2 separate regions of the Sus scrofa genome follow, and region 2 is linked to region 1. A link is a contact called in public Hi-C data. All regions are on one chromosome and are shown on one strand. Each heading gives the region's core, a stretch centred on a gene start, on an enhancer-like site or on the middle of the called end of the contact. The rest is flanking DNA. Distances are from core to core; before and after follow the strand shown. Region 1 has its middle 17 kb from the start of BCL3. Region 2 holds the start of NECTIN2 (nectin cell adhesion molecule 2).

Region 1 (7,835 bases), core at 2,197-4,696:
GACACAGAGTCCAGAGTCCAGAGAGGTCGTGCCAGCTCCTCAAGGTTGCCCAGGACCAGGGCAACCAAAGAGCCTCACCTGTGCTGCTAACCACAGGCAGAAGCTCCCTGGGTTCCCACAGTGACCTTCAGAAGCAGGTGTCAGGTGCACATTCCTGAGAAGACGAAATAGAGCCCTCCAGAGGCAAGGTCCCCTTTCTAGAATCATCTTCCCTTTGGATCACAGTCCATCCCCTCCTCCTCTCCTTCCTTCTCACTCCACTCTGGCCTTTCTGTTGTTTGAACAACCTGTGCAACTCCTGCCTCAGGGCCTTTGCACGGGATTTTCTCAGCCAGGAGTGTTCTCACCATGATACTCCATTCAGGTCTTGGCTCAGATGTCATCTCCTCGGAAGGAAGAACCCCTCCCTGAACACCCACTGTTGTCTAGCTTTGTTCATCAGAATATTTATGACACACAATCCACTTTAATTGATACATTTCTTCTTTCTTTTTTTTTTTTTTTTTTTTTCTTTCTCCCCTTTTGGCCACCTCATGGCATAAGGAGTTCCCAGGTCAGGGATCAAATCCAAGCCAGAGTTGCAACCTAGGCCACAGTTATAGCCATGCCGAATCCTTTAACCCATTGTGCCAGGGGCAGGCCGGGGATTGAACCTGCACCCTGGCACTGCAGAGATGCAGCTCCCATTGTGCCACACAGGAACTCCAATATTATATATTTCTTTCTTTACTCGTTCCTTTCCACCGGACCGTGAGGTCCACCAGGCAAGAATTTTATCTCTTTTGTTTATCACCTAAATCAGTGCTTGGCCCATAGCAGGTGCTCAATAAATAATAGTAGTAATGATAAGGAGACTTGCCTTACAAGACATTAAAACATGCTGTCGAGGGAGTTCCCATTGTGGCACAGCAGAAACGAATCCGACTAGCATCCATGAGGATGCAGGTTCGATCCCTGGCCTCGTTCAGTGGGTCGGGGATCCAGCACTGCCCTGAGCTGTGGTGTGGGTCACAGACACCTCTGGCATCTGGCATTGCCATTGTCGTGGCCATGGTGCAAGCCAGCAGTTGCAGCTCTGATTTGACCCCTAGCCTGGGAACTTACATATGCCACAGGTGCGGCCCTAAAAAAAAAAAAATAGGAAAGAAAAAAAAGGACACTAATCCTATCAGTTCAGGGCCCCACCCTTAATTACTTCTGTATAGGCCCCATCTCCAAATGTAGGCATATTGGGGGGTTAGGGATTCTACATGTGCATTTGAGGGAGGATACAGACGTTCAGTTCATGATAAGGGGCGACGCAAGGCCCCAATCACTATCTGCATTCCCCACTTCCAAGAGCAGTGCCAGGCAAACCCCTGGTACTCAATACCTATTTGATAAGTAAGTGGAAGAATTCGACCAATATCTGTTGAGTGTGTCCCCTCAGAAGTTCTCATGTAGGCAGTTCCCACTGTGGCTCAGGAGTTAATGAACACAACTAGGATCCATGAGGACACGGGTTTGATTCCTGGCCTTGCTCATGGGTTAAGGATCTGGCATTGCTGTGAGCTGTGGTGTAGGCTGCAGATGCAGCTCAGATCTCCCGTTGCTGTGGCTCTGGCGTAGGCTGGCAGCTGTAGCTCTGTTTCACCCCCTAGCCTAGGAAGCTCCATATGCCGCCTGGGCAGCCCTCAAAAGCAAAAAAAGAAGAAGAACGAGAAGGAGAAGGAGAAGAAGGAGTTCGCATGTAAAGTCACAGGAACAAATACAGACCAAGATACCTGGAACTCTGGCCTCACGAAGCTCCTAGCCCAGAGTGGGGGACAGGTGTTAACAGGTCATCACAAAGGGTCACGATGATCTGATAGAAAAGCTTCTGGGTTCGGAGAGAGAAACACCAGAGAAAGTAATTCAAGCTGGGCATCCAGAGGAGCCTCCCAGTGGGGTGATGCTGAAAGTGGGTATCCGTTTCCTGTGGCTGCTGTAACAAATCACCACCAACAGTGGTATAAAGCAGCAGAAATGTATTCTCTTAGAGTTCCAGAGGTCAGAAGTCCAAAATGAGTCTTGCAGGGCTAAGGGGTCCACAGAGCTGGTTCTTTCTGGAGGCTCCAGGGGGGAACATCCTCTCCTGGCCTCTTTCAGCTCCCAGTGGCTGCCACCATTCCTTAGCTGTGGCTGCATGGCTCCAGTCTTGGCTTTTCTTGTCATATCACCATCTCTTCTCTGGTCAAGTCTCTCTGCCTCCTCCTTACAAGGATACTTGTGCTTGCATTTTTTTTTTTTTTTTTCTTTTTACAGCAGCATATGGAAGTTCCCAGACTAGGGGTCGAATCAGAGCTGCAGCTATAGGACTACGCCACATCCGCAGCAACGCAGGGATCTCAGCCGTGTCTGTGACCTATGTCGAAAAATGCAGCAACCCTGGATCCTTAAGCCACTAGACAAGACTAGGAATTAAACCCACATCCTCATGGACACTAGTCGGGTTCTTAACCTGCTGAGTCACAACGGGAACACCCGTGGTGGCATTTCGGGCCTACCCAGATCATACAGGCTAATCTCCCCTGTCTCACCATCCTGAACTTGACTCCCTCTGCCCAGGCCCTTCTGTCCTAGGAGGGAACATTCGCAGGTTCCAGAGTTTCAGACATGCATCTCTTTGGAGAGGGGCATTATTCAGCCTATCACAGGTGAGACCTGAAGGATCAGAGGAGCTGGGTGGAAAGTCAGCAGGAAAATCATTTCAAATGGAGGGCACAGGATGTGCCAAGGCTAGGAGGCAGGAGGGCAGATGTGGAGGGAGTGCAGGGTGGTGGGAAAGTGGGGAGGTAAGAGCAGAGGGGGGACAAAGTTCATGCGGGCCCTTGAAGGCTCCAGTGGACTTTGGCCGTCACCTCAAAGGAGGTGGGAGCCCCAGGAGGGCTCTGAGCAGGGGCTGGACGGGCTTTGGCTCCGGTCCTAACAGGATCCCTCTGGCCCCCTGTTGGAAGAGACTGTTGAAGGCACTTGTAAGGACAGGGAACCCAGTATGGAGGTGACAGCAGTGATGACAGGAGGTGAAGGCAGCCAGACCAGGATGGCGGCCTCGGAGGTGAGCAGAGACTTTGAAGGTGGAGCCAGTGGCCTCTGCTGATGGGCTGGATGCAGGGGGAGCGAAAGAAGAGGCGAGTGCCCCCCCCACACACCCGGTGCAGGATGGAACTGTGGCAGCAGCGGAGGCGCATGAAGCTGGAAGGCCCCGGTGGAGCGGGATGGAGGGGGAGGCTGGAATGGAGGTGCGTGGCATTTCAGAGGACAGTGATCCAGCCGTCGCCCTGGACCCCGAGGCACACAGGCTCCGGGAGGGAAGTTGGCACAAGTTGCGGACTGTGGTTTTCACCCACCTCGAGGGGCCCCTTATCCTCTCCACCAACTTCCCCTCACGCCCCAGTGGAGCCGGTCTTGTTTGTTTCCCTCCTGTCATCCGTTTTATGATGGGGAAGGCTGGTTTTCCCCTAACCCAGCAGACACCTCTTCCCTCTGCCCGTCCCTGACCCTCCCGCCCTGGGAAGCCCCGTGCCGGCCTTCTAGAATGTCCCAGCAGGATGGGGCCCCTGCCACCCATTCATCCAGCCAGATGGACCCCAAAAGGGGAAGTGGGTCACCCACAGTCACCCGGCATGCGGTCACCTCAGGACCCAGGGTCTCATCTTCTTGATGTCCCACCACAGCCCTGCGAGGCTGGGAGAGGAACCAACCATTCTTTTCACATTTCTCACGAGAAAACTGGGGCTCTGGGAGAGGCCCAAACTCACCCGAGACACTGTGAGTGGGGGCGTCAGGATCGAAACCCAGGTCCGGACAGAAGGACCTCTCTGTTGCAAGCTGGACAGAGAAGGCAATGGGTGATCAGAACCCAGTCCTGTCCTCCCAGGACCCAGTAGGGGGGACAGACCTGTCACAGGCAGTGACAACCTAGCATTGATCAGGGCTGAGATGGGGGAGCCCAGGAGGCTGAGTCGGTGGATGCTTGACCCAGCCCGCTGGAGGGGTCAGGGAGGGCTTCCTGGAGGAGGGGGTGGCTCCACCCAGAAGATAAGCGGGATTCATAGGTGCAAATGTGCCAGCAAGAGGGAACAGCATATGCAAAGGCCAGGGCTTAAGAGAGGGGCTTTTTAAATCTGACCTTGTCCCTCTTCTGATTAAACTCTCCTCTGCCTGTTCTCTGGCAAACTCTTTAGCCTGGCATCCATCCATCCATCCATGCAAACAAACATGCCCTGGAGTAAGGCACTAGGGTCAAGCCCTATGGGGACCTAGCCCTTCCCATGAGACTGCGACCCTGACTTGGGGCACCGGGGAGGGGCTCCTGGAGGAGGAGACATCTACTCCAAGACTTGGAGGAAGAGAAGGAGAGATGCTGGCAAAGAGGCAAGAAAGGGTGTTCCAGGCAGAGGGAACGGCCTGTGCAAAGGCCTGAAGGTGAGTTCTGAGTGTGACGTGCTCCAAACACTCTTCACGTTCAGCCGAAACACAGGGTGGTCGGGCCTGTGTGTGAGCTGCCTTCCAAGGCACTGGGGAGCCATGGACAATCTGTGAGCGGAGGAGAGACAGGAGTAGGCTTGTAAGTCGGAAAGACACTCCCCCCCAGCCACCTGGAGGATGAACGCGATGAAACCGCAGAATCACAAGTGGCTTTCCTTTTTCGGAGGGCGGGAAGAACTTGCCCCTAAGTCGGAGAGAGGTGGTCCTGGACTCCTGGGGGCTCCAATGTCCTCCAGCTCTGGAGGGGAGGCCTGGTCTACAGCCACCGCTAGGTGGCGCCAGGACACCACCAGCCAGGTCTGAGCTCGCAAAAGGGAGTCAGGCCCACAATTGCCCCTGGGTCCCTGGAGCAAATCCCACAAACCCTTGGCCTCTGTGTCCCTCGGCCCTGGCCCCTCCAGCTCTGGAGCTTGCTAACGGTGACAGTTCAAGCATTTAGCTGCTGCTCAGACTCCGGGGACTCAGGAAAGAGCTGGCTGAGCTGCAGCAGACACTCTTATCTCTCATCACATTGGAAGCTCAGAGCGGCTAGCCACATTGGGGTCGTGGCTGGCGGGCGGGGCGGCTGAGGGGGATGAGGGGAATTCTTGCCGCCCCCCCCCCCCAATCAGACTGGAGCTACCCGTCTCCTCCCTCAGATTAGAAACGCATCATCTCACACTTCGACGTGAGTCCTTCCTACCGCCCAGCACCAGACTGGAAATCCAGATTAGACGCCTGTTCTCCATCCGGGGAACCGGGATTTATCTCCCCCTCCCCATCTGAAAGTCCTGTCTCCCTCCGCAGATTCGGTGAGAGCTCCTTGTCGTTGCCATCGGGCTCCTCCTCTCCCCCATCAAACTGGGGAAACTTTGTCTCCCCCTCAGACACGAGGGGAAGGTTCCTTTGCCACTGCGGGTTCTTCTTGCTGCGGTGGAAGCAGCCACGCCTGTTTGACCGAGAGGGAAATGGGACACAGAGCAGCGAGGCCGCAGGCCCGGTCCCGCTGCGGGAGCTCCCCCTCTGCCCTCTTCTCCGCACCTGCCCTCTGCCCTCCGCGCCCTGGGTAACTCCCCTGGCATCGGGAGTAGGGGAATTTTGCCCGCCGGCCTCGGCACCGCTTGCCTGTCTTTTACTGGCGCGGGCGGCGGCCGTGGCCGGGGATAAAGTCCAAAGCTGGGCTTGGGGCTCCGGGGCCAGGAGGGAGGGAGGGAGGGGGAAGGAGTGGCGGCCTAACCCACCCGAGGACGCCCCCTCCCGCCCCGCCCCGAGGCTGGCCAGGAGAGTCAGGGATGGGCAGGGCCGCATCTCAGCCTCGCAGAGGGAGGTGGTGTGGGTTCAAATGTCCCCCACTGCAGTTCCCTGGAAATTTTGTGGCCTGTTTCCCCAGCTGTGAAAAGGGGCTGCCGCTTTGCATGCTTGTGCAGACTCGCTGAGTTCAGGCAGAACTCAGCCTTGGGACACTGGCTGATGGTGGCCCCAGAAGCAGCACGCCCCCCCCCCCGCCCCGCCCCGCCCCGCAATCCTCTTCATTCCTCCCCCAACTACCCTCCCCACCCAAGTCACCTGCTCTCTGGAGGCACAGCTGGTCCCCCTGCACAACCAAAGGGGTCTTTTTTAATTCTGACCCCTGCTCAGAGCTTGCTGTGGCTCCCCAGTGCTCTCGGGAGAAGCGCCGCAGCCCCTGGCCTGCTGGGCACTATGCAGCCTGACGCCTGCTCGTGTCCAGCCAGAGGGACTCTATTAAATCCTAATTCACATCATACCCCTGGAAGTTCCCATTGTGGCTCAGTAGTAACAAGCCCAACTAGGATCCATGAGGATGCAGGTTCGATCCCTGGCCTCGCTCAGTGGGTTAAGGGTCCAGCATTGCCATGAGCTGTGGTGTAGGTTGCAGACGTGGCTCAGATCTGGAGTTGCTGTGGCTGTGGTGTAGGCCGGCAGCTGTAGCTCCAATTTGACCCCTAGCCTGGGAGCTTCCATACACTGCAGTTGTGGCCCTAAAAAGCAAGCAAGCAAGCAAGAAGGAAAGAAGGAAAGAAGGAAGGAAGGAAGGAAGGAAGAAAGAAAGAAAGAAAGAAAGAAAGAAAGAAAGAAAGAAAGAAAGAAAGAAAGAAAGAAAGAAAGAAAGAAAGAAACTGATCATACCCCTCACATGGCTCCCATCTCCCTCCGAGTAAAAGTCGAAGTCCCCATAGCGACCCACCAGACCAGACCCATCTGTTCGACCCTCCCTCCCCCTCTCATCTCCCCACTCTTGCTTCCATCCTCCCCCTGCACACTCAGCCAGCCAGTGCCGTCCACCTCGGGGCCTTCGCACTTGCTGTTCCTCCACGTGGACTACTCTCCCCCAGATGTCGGCAGGGCTCCTTCTCTCCCCTCCTTCATATCTTTCCCCAGTGTCACTCCTTATAGGGGCCTCCAGATGATTTATAAAATCTTTAAACCTCTCCCCATCTCTCCCCCCAACCTTTTTTCTCCACAGCAAATACTTGACATCGGCTCTATTTCCCTTGTCTCACTGACCATCCGTCGGAGAGGCGAGACTCTGACTCCCCAAGGGCTGGAACTTATTTGTTCCCAACCAGAGCAAGGCCTGAAACACCTGCTGGTGGGGCAGATGGGTTGCCTGTTGTCTATCGTGACCCTGGACAACACTCACAAGTTTCAAAATCCAAAAAGCACAACTCGGGAGTGAGAAGGGGCTTATCCACCACGACCCCTGCCCGGCCCCTCCCCAGTCCCATTGCCGCCTCCCAGTTCCCGCTCTTATCTTACCCGTTTTAACCCAGAGGTAGTCTATACATGGACAGGAAAACATGTATAGCAGCGCCCGTGTGGGGCAGCGGAAATGAATCGGACTAGGAACCATGAGGTTGCTGGTTCGATCCCTGGCCTCGCTCAGTGGGTTAAGGATCCGGCATTGCCATGAGCTGTGGTGTAGGTTGCAGACGTGGCTCAGATCTGATGTTGCTGTGGCTGTGGTGTAGGCCAGAGGCTACAGCTGATTTGACCCCTAGCCTGGGACCCTCCATATGCCGTGGGTGTGGCCCTAAAAAGCAAATAAATAAATAAATGTATGCAGATCTTTCCAAAAATGGCAAACACCCTTACACCTCAGCCTCCTGTGCTTTCCTCCCAGACATACATCTAGGAGATCGCATCGCAGCACATCAGCCCAGAATTGCTTCCTCGTTCTTTTTTTTTTAAGCAACTGCATGCATGATGACCAAGGGGGAAAGAGCTTTTGTTGCAATCACTGTTTTCCAGGCGCGGGGTGGCTCGGTGGCCAAGAGTGCAGCCCCATCTCACAGAACAGGACTCACATGGAGGCGCTGCAACCACAA
Region 2 (7,835 bases), core at 1,585-4,084, 79 kb after region 1:
TATCATGCTACTCAGAATGACTTAAAACCTATGAGTTTTGGAGTTCCCATTGTGGCTTAGCAGTTAACGAACCCAACTAGTATCCACAAAGATTCGGATTCCATCCTGCCCTTGCTCAGTGGGTCAGGGATCTGGGGTTGCCATGAGCTGTGGTGTAGGTCACAGAGGAGGCTCTGAACCCACATTGCTGTGGGTGTGGCCATGGTAGGCAGCTGTAGCTCCAATTCGACCCCTAGCCTGGGAATATCTATGTGCCATGGTGCAGCCCTAAAAAAAGAAAAAAAAAAAAGCTTCAGCATTTTTACTTCTGGAATTTTCCATTAAATATTTCAGACTGTGGTTGACTTCAGGGTAGCTGCAATGGCAGATGAAGGGAGACTTCTGTATTTATCTAGCTGGCCTCATACCAGACTAGTGCTGAGCCTGAGATACGCATTATCTGCTACCTGCTTGCCGGGCAGCATGGGGCAAAAAACCACTCTGTGCTCTGCGTACTACTTTTCAATGACATGGGGGTCACTGATGGTGTTCCCATCATTGGATTCTTGTGCAGAATTAACTGCCAAGTAGCAAACTCTGTGACTTTGGTTCAAGTCACTTCATCTCTCTCTGCCTTGGTTTCCTCACATTGGTGCTGTGGAGGTTATTTGAGACAATACTTCTAGAGCCTTTGTATCAGCGGCTGGCACAAAGTAAGTGCTAAATACATTTATTAAAGGAGGTCCTGTCGTGGCTCCGTGGTTAACAAACTTGACTAGCGTCCATAAGGTCGCGGTTTTATCCCTGGCCTCGCTCAGTCCGGCGTTGCCGTGAGCTCTGGTGCAGATCGCAGCCCGGCTTGGACCTGGCATTGCTGTGGCTGTGGCATAGGCCAGCGACTACAGCTCCGATTGGACCCCTAGCCTGGGAATCTCCATGTGTTGCGGGTGCGGCCTTAAAAAGACAAAAAGGAAAAAGAAAAAAAAGTATTATTACCAAGATGTGAATGCCCATCAGAAACAGTCTCCACGACTTAAGATCTTGCCCATCTGGGGAAGAAAGCTCAGGTGTGCAGCAGGTGGAAAGGATGGCAAGTTCGGAGGGGGACGTTCCTTTTGGTAAAGCAAGAAGTTCCCAGGCATCTGCCCCCAGCTGATCAGTTTTCATTCAGATGAACAGGAACCGAAGGATTTCAGGAGCTCAGTGGCATCCCCTCCCTCTGGCCTCCTGCTTCCCCCCCTCACCCCTACACGCTGGGTGGCCTCACCAGCTCCCCGCCACCTCCGCAGCCCAAAGAATGTGAAGAGGTAGGTGGGGGTGGGGAGAAGCGGGAGCCTCTGAGGAGAGACAAAGGGGCCGAGTCAGAGCGAGAGACAACAAAGACGCAAGGAGGCTGGAAAGATAAGAGAAGTGGGACAAGGACGCGGGGAGGGACCAACGGTGTCTGGAGGCCCTAGCCGGGCGGCAGGGCCAGCGGAATGCGGGGGGCTGGTCTGTGCTGCCCCCTGGCGGGCGGCCGCGGAAAGGAACTGGTGAGGACCAGACACCCGAGAGGACTGGGGGATGCGGAGAGGGAAGGGAGGTTAAGAGAGACGCAGAGAGAAACAAGAGACACGGAAAGAGACACCGAAACACCCATTGAGACATAAGGACAGAGACAGACACAGAAAGAGGCAGAGAGACACAGATAGGAACACATAGAGGAAGACAGAGACCCAGAGACGCAGACAGAGACAAAGGGATGGAAAAGAGACAAGGATCAAGTGACACAGAAACAGCAATAGAAAGACACCAGAAAGAAAGAGACCAGCTACACAAAGTGACAGCGAAACGTGAAGACTGAAAAACCCAGAGATAGAGAAACAGGGACGGAAAAAGAAAGGCAAAAAATAGACACAAAGAGACACTAAAAGAGAAATTTAAAAAGAAACGATGCAGCGACTCCTAGAGTCCCAAGCAGAGATTAGAAAGCGACGAGGACAGGCTGAGATGCGCACAGATACGAACGACAGTAGGCACGGGGTGAGAACTAGGGAATTCGAGAGGCAGGGAAGGGGGTGGGGACTCTGCGTGGGGGCGGGGTTCCAGGGGGGCGGGCCTATGAGAACCCACGCTCCTCACGCAGGTGTGACGAGAAGGCAGGGACTAAAACTGAAGGGGACGGGTTAGTCTTTGGGGCGGGGCCGAGGCCAGGACTGAGCTCCCGAGAAGGGGCGGAGAACGGGTGGGCGGGGTGCACCGCGAAAGGCGGAGCCTCACGGGGGCGGAGACAGCCGAAAGCTCCGACGCGTGCGTGACTACAGCGCCCCTTAGACAGGGGGCGGGGCACGAGGGCAACCTTGAGTAAAGGGGCGTGGCAATAACGCTAGGGGGCGGAGCTTGAACGCTGGGAGAGGGCAAAGATAGAATTCTGGGGCAAGGAGGCTGTGATCAAAGAACCCTGGGAAGGGCGAACTTGGAATCCTGGGGAGGAGCAGGAAGGGGAGGGAGAGGAATGCTGGGGGCGGGGCGGGCGTTGAATCCTGGGGAGGCGCGGACAGGGCCTCCCAGGAGGGGGCGGGTCAGAACAGCATGAGGGGGCGTGGCCGGAGCCTGGGATCGGGTCGGCTCTTGGGGGGAGGAAAGGGGTGGATCCTGTGACGTCAGCGAGTCCGAAGCCAGAAAGAAGCTAGGAACCGGGGGGCAACGAGCTGGAAGAGCCAGGCAGCGAGAGCCAAGCCGGGAGAAGAGAGCGCGGCAGGAACCGGCCGGGAGCCAGAGCCACCCAGGCACCTGGTCGTCCTCTCAACCGATTGGCGCTCGCAGAGTGGCCCTCAGGCCCCCGCCCGGTCCCGGTCCCCCTCCCCGGGCCCCCCATGGCCCGGGCCGCAGCCCTCCCGCCGTCAAGATTGTCGCCGCCGACGCTGCCGCTACTGCCGTTGCTGCTACTACTGCTCCGGGAAACCCGTGAGAAACCGCAGACGCCTCCCTGGCGCGCGCGAACCCCTCCCCTTCCCCACCCCAGCAGAGGGTCGAGATGATGAATCGAGACCCCCCCCCCCAATCTTTCCTTCTCCTGGAGTTGGGAGTCTGAGGCCTGGGGAGAATTGAGGGCAGGGAGCCAGATGCCGAGGTCCTCGAGAGGGGCGGGGAACTAGCACTTTGGGCCTCTTGGAGGGCCAAGAATGACAATTCGGGCGACCTGGGGAAGGGCCTGAGGGCTCCAATCCCGGGCCTCAGGATTCCCGAGGCTCTGACTCCCGGGCCCCAGAAAACCAGGGACTGGGGCTGACTCCTGGGCCTCAGAAAAATTAGAGGGTGAGAGCTCTGTCTCTTGGGTGCCAGGTAGTGTGAAGGCTAGGGGCTACGGACGCCGGGGTCCTGGTAGAGTTGAGGGCAGGAAGGGCTCAAACTTAGGAGTTCCGTGTGGTGAGCCGAGGGCTCTGTCTGCTCGGTGCCAGACAGAATTGGGAGAAGGGGAGGGCAAACGCCCTGTCTCCTGGGCTCCAGATTTAATTGTGGGGCATTGGAATGTCTCGTGAGATGCAGATACACATGTGGGCAGGAATCCCGACTCGGGTACTAGATAAAATGCAGGGCCTGAGGCCCTGCCTGGAAACTGGAGGCTCGGTGGGCTGTGTTTCAGGTAGACTAAGGAGGCCGAGTCCCGCCGGCCGGGACCCTTCCCGTTCCTTGTGAGCCGTCGGCGGGGAGGCCCCTAGGGAAGTTTTCCGGGTTTCACTTTGGGCGAGCCGGGCCGGGCCGGGCGGGGCCGGGCCGGGCCGGGCGGGGGCTCTCCTGGCTCCCGGTTCCAGACTCCCGGTTTCGGGACCTTATCTTTCCTGTAGTCGTGCCTTTGTCCTCGGAGCCGCTGCGGGGGGTGGACGGGAGGAGACGCCGCCCTAATCCCCCCTCTCTCTCCCTCCGCTCTAGCCCCCTCCTGTTCCCTCCACCTCCCAGAGGGGAGGGGCGCAGACCTAGGAGAGGGAGGGGCTGGGAGGAAACAGGTGAAGGAGGCTCCGGCCCCGCCCCTTGCAGGTGACTGGGCTGTTTATTCCCAGCTAGAAACTTAGTGTACTGGAGTTTCCCAAAGGTTTACCAGAAAGTGCGGAGGCAACTTGGGGAAGTTCTGGTCTTGCCTCTGGTCTTTTTTCCCAGCAGGTCTCTGAACTGTCTCCCAGATTCCACCTGGAGTCAGGGACTGCCGCTTCCATCACCTGCCTCTCCCTCTTGTGTGGGAGATAGGGAGATAAAGTCAGACCCCGCCACCTCTAGGAGAATGCTCAGAATCCACCCCTCCCCCCTTGCACCCGGTGGGGACTCGGTGCGTGGTCTTGTGGAAGGCGCCGGATCACCCCCAGGAGACAGGTTCAGTTCCTGTTCCCATTTTGCAGAGGAGGGAACAGAGTCTTAGAAAGGGCAAACCGCTTTCCCAGGATCCACAGCCACCTGCAGACTTGAGAGCCTTTCCCAGGATCCTCCAGACCCAGGAGGACCCAGCCTTCAGATGGCAGAGACACAGAAGAGACTTTGAGAACAGCACCACTCCCCCCGCCCCCCTCCTCCCGAGGGCTTCAGCAAGCGGCCCTGAGCCTCCATTTCCTCCTTAGCACAGCAGATATCATAGTTCTTTCCTGCAAGGCCATTGGGAGGATTTAGGGGTGGCACTTGATGGGGAGGTCTTCCCCTTTCCTGACCCTCCATCCTAGTGCTTTTGCTCTCTGCTCTCTCTCCCCTCCCTTTCTCCCTCCCTCTCCTCTCTCTCCCTCTGCTCCTTCCCTCACTCCCCCCCTTCTTCCTCTCTCTGTCTCTCACCCTCTCCCTCTCAGCTCCTCTGGCTCTCTAATCTCTCTCCAAGCTCTTTCTCTCCTCCTTTCTCGCCCTCACTGTCTCCTTTCCATCCGTCTCTGTCTCCCTGTCCCCAGCGCCTCCGCCTGCCCCCTCCTTGGCCCCCAGGAATGAGGGGGCACCACCTGGGCTTCTTACTGGGCCAGCTCCCCTCCCCAGTCCTCCCAGCTTTCACTGCTCATCCCTGTCAGCCAGGCAGCCCCATGGTAGTGGAGGGGGATGGAAGGAGAGGGGACCGCTGCCTGCTGTCTCTTCTTGTTAGGGAAGGAGGACTGGACTGGGGAGAACCGGGGGAACGGGGGGGGGGGTGTCTGCTCGCATCCTGGGGAGCGGGGTTGGGAGGAGAAGGGGGAGAAGGATACAGGGAGAGGCTAGAGCTACAGGGATGGGGGCAGAAGCCAAAAGAGGGAGGACGTCAGAAAAAATTTGGAGTCGTGGTCAGAGACACAGGAATGGAACCGAGGGATGGAATGACATACAGCTACAGGGATGGGTTGGAGAGACACTAGGATGGGACAGAGAAAGGCAGGGGGAAAGGAGCTGGATGGCTATCAGGATGAAGACAGGAACAGCATAAATAGAGAGCCGAGGATTTGGTGAAAGTTGGGGAGCCCAAAGAACCCCAGCCGTCAGTGATGGTGAGGCCATGACCCAGGGAGGTCAGGGCACAGGCGAGCCTCAAGGCCAGCAGTGTGTGGGGGCCGCAGGGAGTGCTGGACATGGGAGGGACTGGGAGTTGGGCGCGCCAGCCAGCTCCCCCGCCCCTACCAGGGACACTGTTACATTTTTAATGTCCCAGCGATGCTAAGAAATGGAGCAAGAGGGGGAGGAGAGGAAGGGACCCAGTGAGATGGCCCCGCAAAGAGAAAGGAGGCTGGAGGTGCAGAGAGACATGCAGAGAGGGGGGGACCCAGGAGGCAGAGAGAGCAAGGGTCAGAGACACCGAGGAACAGAGACTCTGAGGAATGGAACCCAGAAGCCTGAAGAGATTAGAGACCCCAGGAGTCTGCAGGGAGCCAGATTCCAGAGACTAGGAGACCCAGACCCGGGAAGACCCAGCCATCAGACAGACAGCAGAGACAGAAGAGACTTTGAGAACAGCTGGGATCCTTGGGGGCTGATGAAAATGTTCTGAAATTGTTTGTGGTGGTGGATGCTATGAATTTATTAAAAGCCCAATTGAACTGCACACTTTAAATGGGCGAATCGTATGGTGTGGGAATTAGATCTCAATAAGGCTATTAGGGAGTTCCCGTGTGGCACAGCAGAAATGAATCCAACCAGTATCATGAAGATGCGGGTTCGATCCCTGGGCTTGCTCAGTGGGTTAAGGGTCTGGTGTTGCGGTGGCTGTGGTGTAGGGTAGGCTGGCAGCTGTACCTCTGATTTGCCCCCTAGCCTAGGAACCTCCACATGCCGTGGGTGCGGCCCTAAAAAGCAAAAAAAAAAAAAAAAAAGGCTGTTAGAGAAAGAGACAGACACTGAGAGCAGAGAGCTGGAGCCCCTGGGAGATACAGGTAAAAGTGGTGGAGACTCTGAGACACAAAGGCAGAGGCCTTAGAAGTTGAGACCCTAAGAAGCAGAGGCAGAGAGAGACACAGAGATCAGAGAAACAGCACTTGCAGCAGGAGGAGGCCAGAGGCCCAGAGACGGACGTGCTTGTACTTGGGGGTCCGCTCTGGCCTGGGCAGAATGGTGGGGGAGGGGTTCGGACTGAGCGGCTGAGATTTACCCCAAGAAGTGTCAGACCCCCCCAGGGGAGGCCTTCAGGGTGGTCAGGTCCCTGCAGAAAGGCAGCCAAGTCTCAGACAAGGGAGAGGAGGTTGGCGCCCTCCCCTGAGCTGAGTGACGACCAGCAACCGCCCCCCCCCAGGCAGGCTGGGGGAGGGCAGGTGCAGAAATGCAGGCTCAGGCCGACAGCCCCATATCCTGGCTCCCCCCCCAGGCAGGCTGGGGGAGGCAGGTGCAGAAATGCAGGCTCAGGCCGACAGCCCCATATCCTGGCTCCCGGATGTCCGCTGTGGGGGCGGGCACTGTGATTAATGCAATTAATTAATTAACAAGGTGGCTGAGGCAGCAGCTGGGGCCAGCGCCCCTAGCACGCTGGCCTTTAAGGGCCCGCGGGAGTGTGCTGCATCCATGGGGAGAGGTCCGGAACCCAGGAGTCTGGGCCCCCAGCCCTTTCCCCTCGGCCCTGACTTCCCCTCCCCAGATCTCAGGGTCTCAGGCTCTGCGTCTCAGTTTCCCGCCAAAGGTTTCTCCTAGGCTCACACAATGCCCTGGGCAGCACCAGCCCCCACCCCCGCCCCCACTGAGAGAGGAAGTGTGTCTGGGGACCCAGCTGACATCTAGTGAAGCCGTCACCTGCCTGGCTTGCCAAGGGAAGCTAAAGGAGGCCGGTGTTCCCAAGGCTACACGCTCCCCCACTGTGGTGCTAGCCATGGCTCGGCCAAGGTCAGGGCACAGGCACACACCCAGCAGCCTGCTGGACATGAGGTTCCAAACTCCAGGCCAACCATCCTCCTGGCTTCATTTCTGCAACCTCTGCCTGAAATGCAAAACATCTGGGCATGACCCCACACCCCGTCCCCTCACCCTGTCAGCCTCCACGGTCCAACCATTCCAACTTTTCTTTTTTTTTCTTTTTTTTTTTTTTTTGTCTTTTTAGGGCCACACATACCGTATATGGAGGTTCCCAGGCTAGGGATCAAATTAGAGCTGTAGCTGCCGCTGGCCTGTGCCACAGCCACAGCAACACCAGATCCGAGCCACATCTGCCATCTACACCACAGCTCATGGCAATGCTGGATCCTTAACCCACTGATCGAGGCCAGGGCTGGAACCCACATCGTCCTGGGTACTAACCTGGCTTGTTTCCACTGAGCCTCAATGGGAACTCCAACCCTTCCAACTTCTGAATGTGCGTCCAATCGTTATTTCCTCATCTCCACTGCCCTGACCTCTGAGCCCCACGCCACTTCATTCTGAGGACTCGTTCTAAAGCACAAACCTCTCTCTCCCCATAACTC

What was found. A called contact is a pair of places that touch in the nucleus more often than the background predicts.
Region 2: a Hi-C map of alveolar macrophages shows a contact between it and region 1, with 2.2 times the contacts expected there. The contact joins the promoter of NECTIN2 here to the enhancer-like site in region 1. A contact is called at or near these places in 1 of 5 promoter capture datasets (skeletal muscle), 4 of 47 Hi-C or Micro-C datasets (alveolar macrophages, embryonic fibroblasts, mesenteric adipose tissue and 1 more) and 2 of 2 datasets of contacts at active chromatin or transcription factors (alveolar macrophages and skeletal muscle).

What each region holds. Positions count from the first base shown.
Region 1 is chr6:51,235,120-51,242,954 of Sscrofa11.1, forward strand. No RefSeq gene overlaps it. Among named protein-coding and RNA genes, the nearest start is that of BCL3, 17 kb to the right of the region's middle. Within about 2 kb of position 3,447, at least 11 of the 83 cell types and tissues checked have an H3K27ac peak or open chromatin away from gene starts, as enhancers often do. A contact at or near this core is called in alveolar macrophages, where this site is marked.
Region 2 is chr6:51,314,823-51,322,657 of Sscrofa11.1, forward strand. It overlaps NECTIN2 (nectin cell adhesion molecule 2), which reads left to right and starts at 2,835. Exons shown (of 6, transcript NM_001097494.1): 1 at 2,835-2,925. The coding sequence starts at 2,835.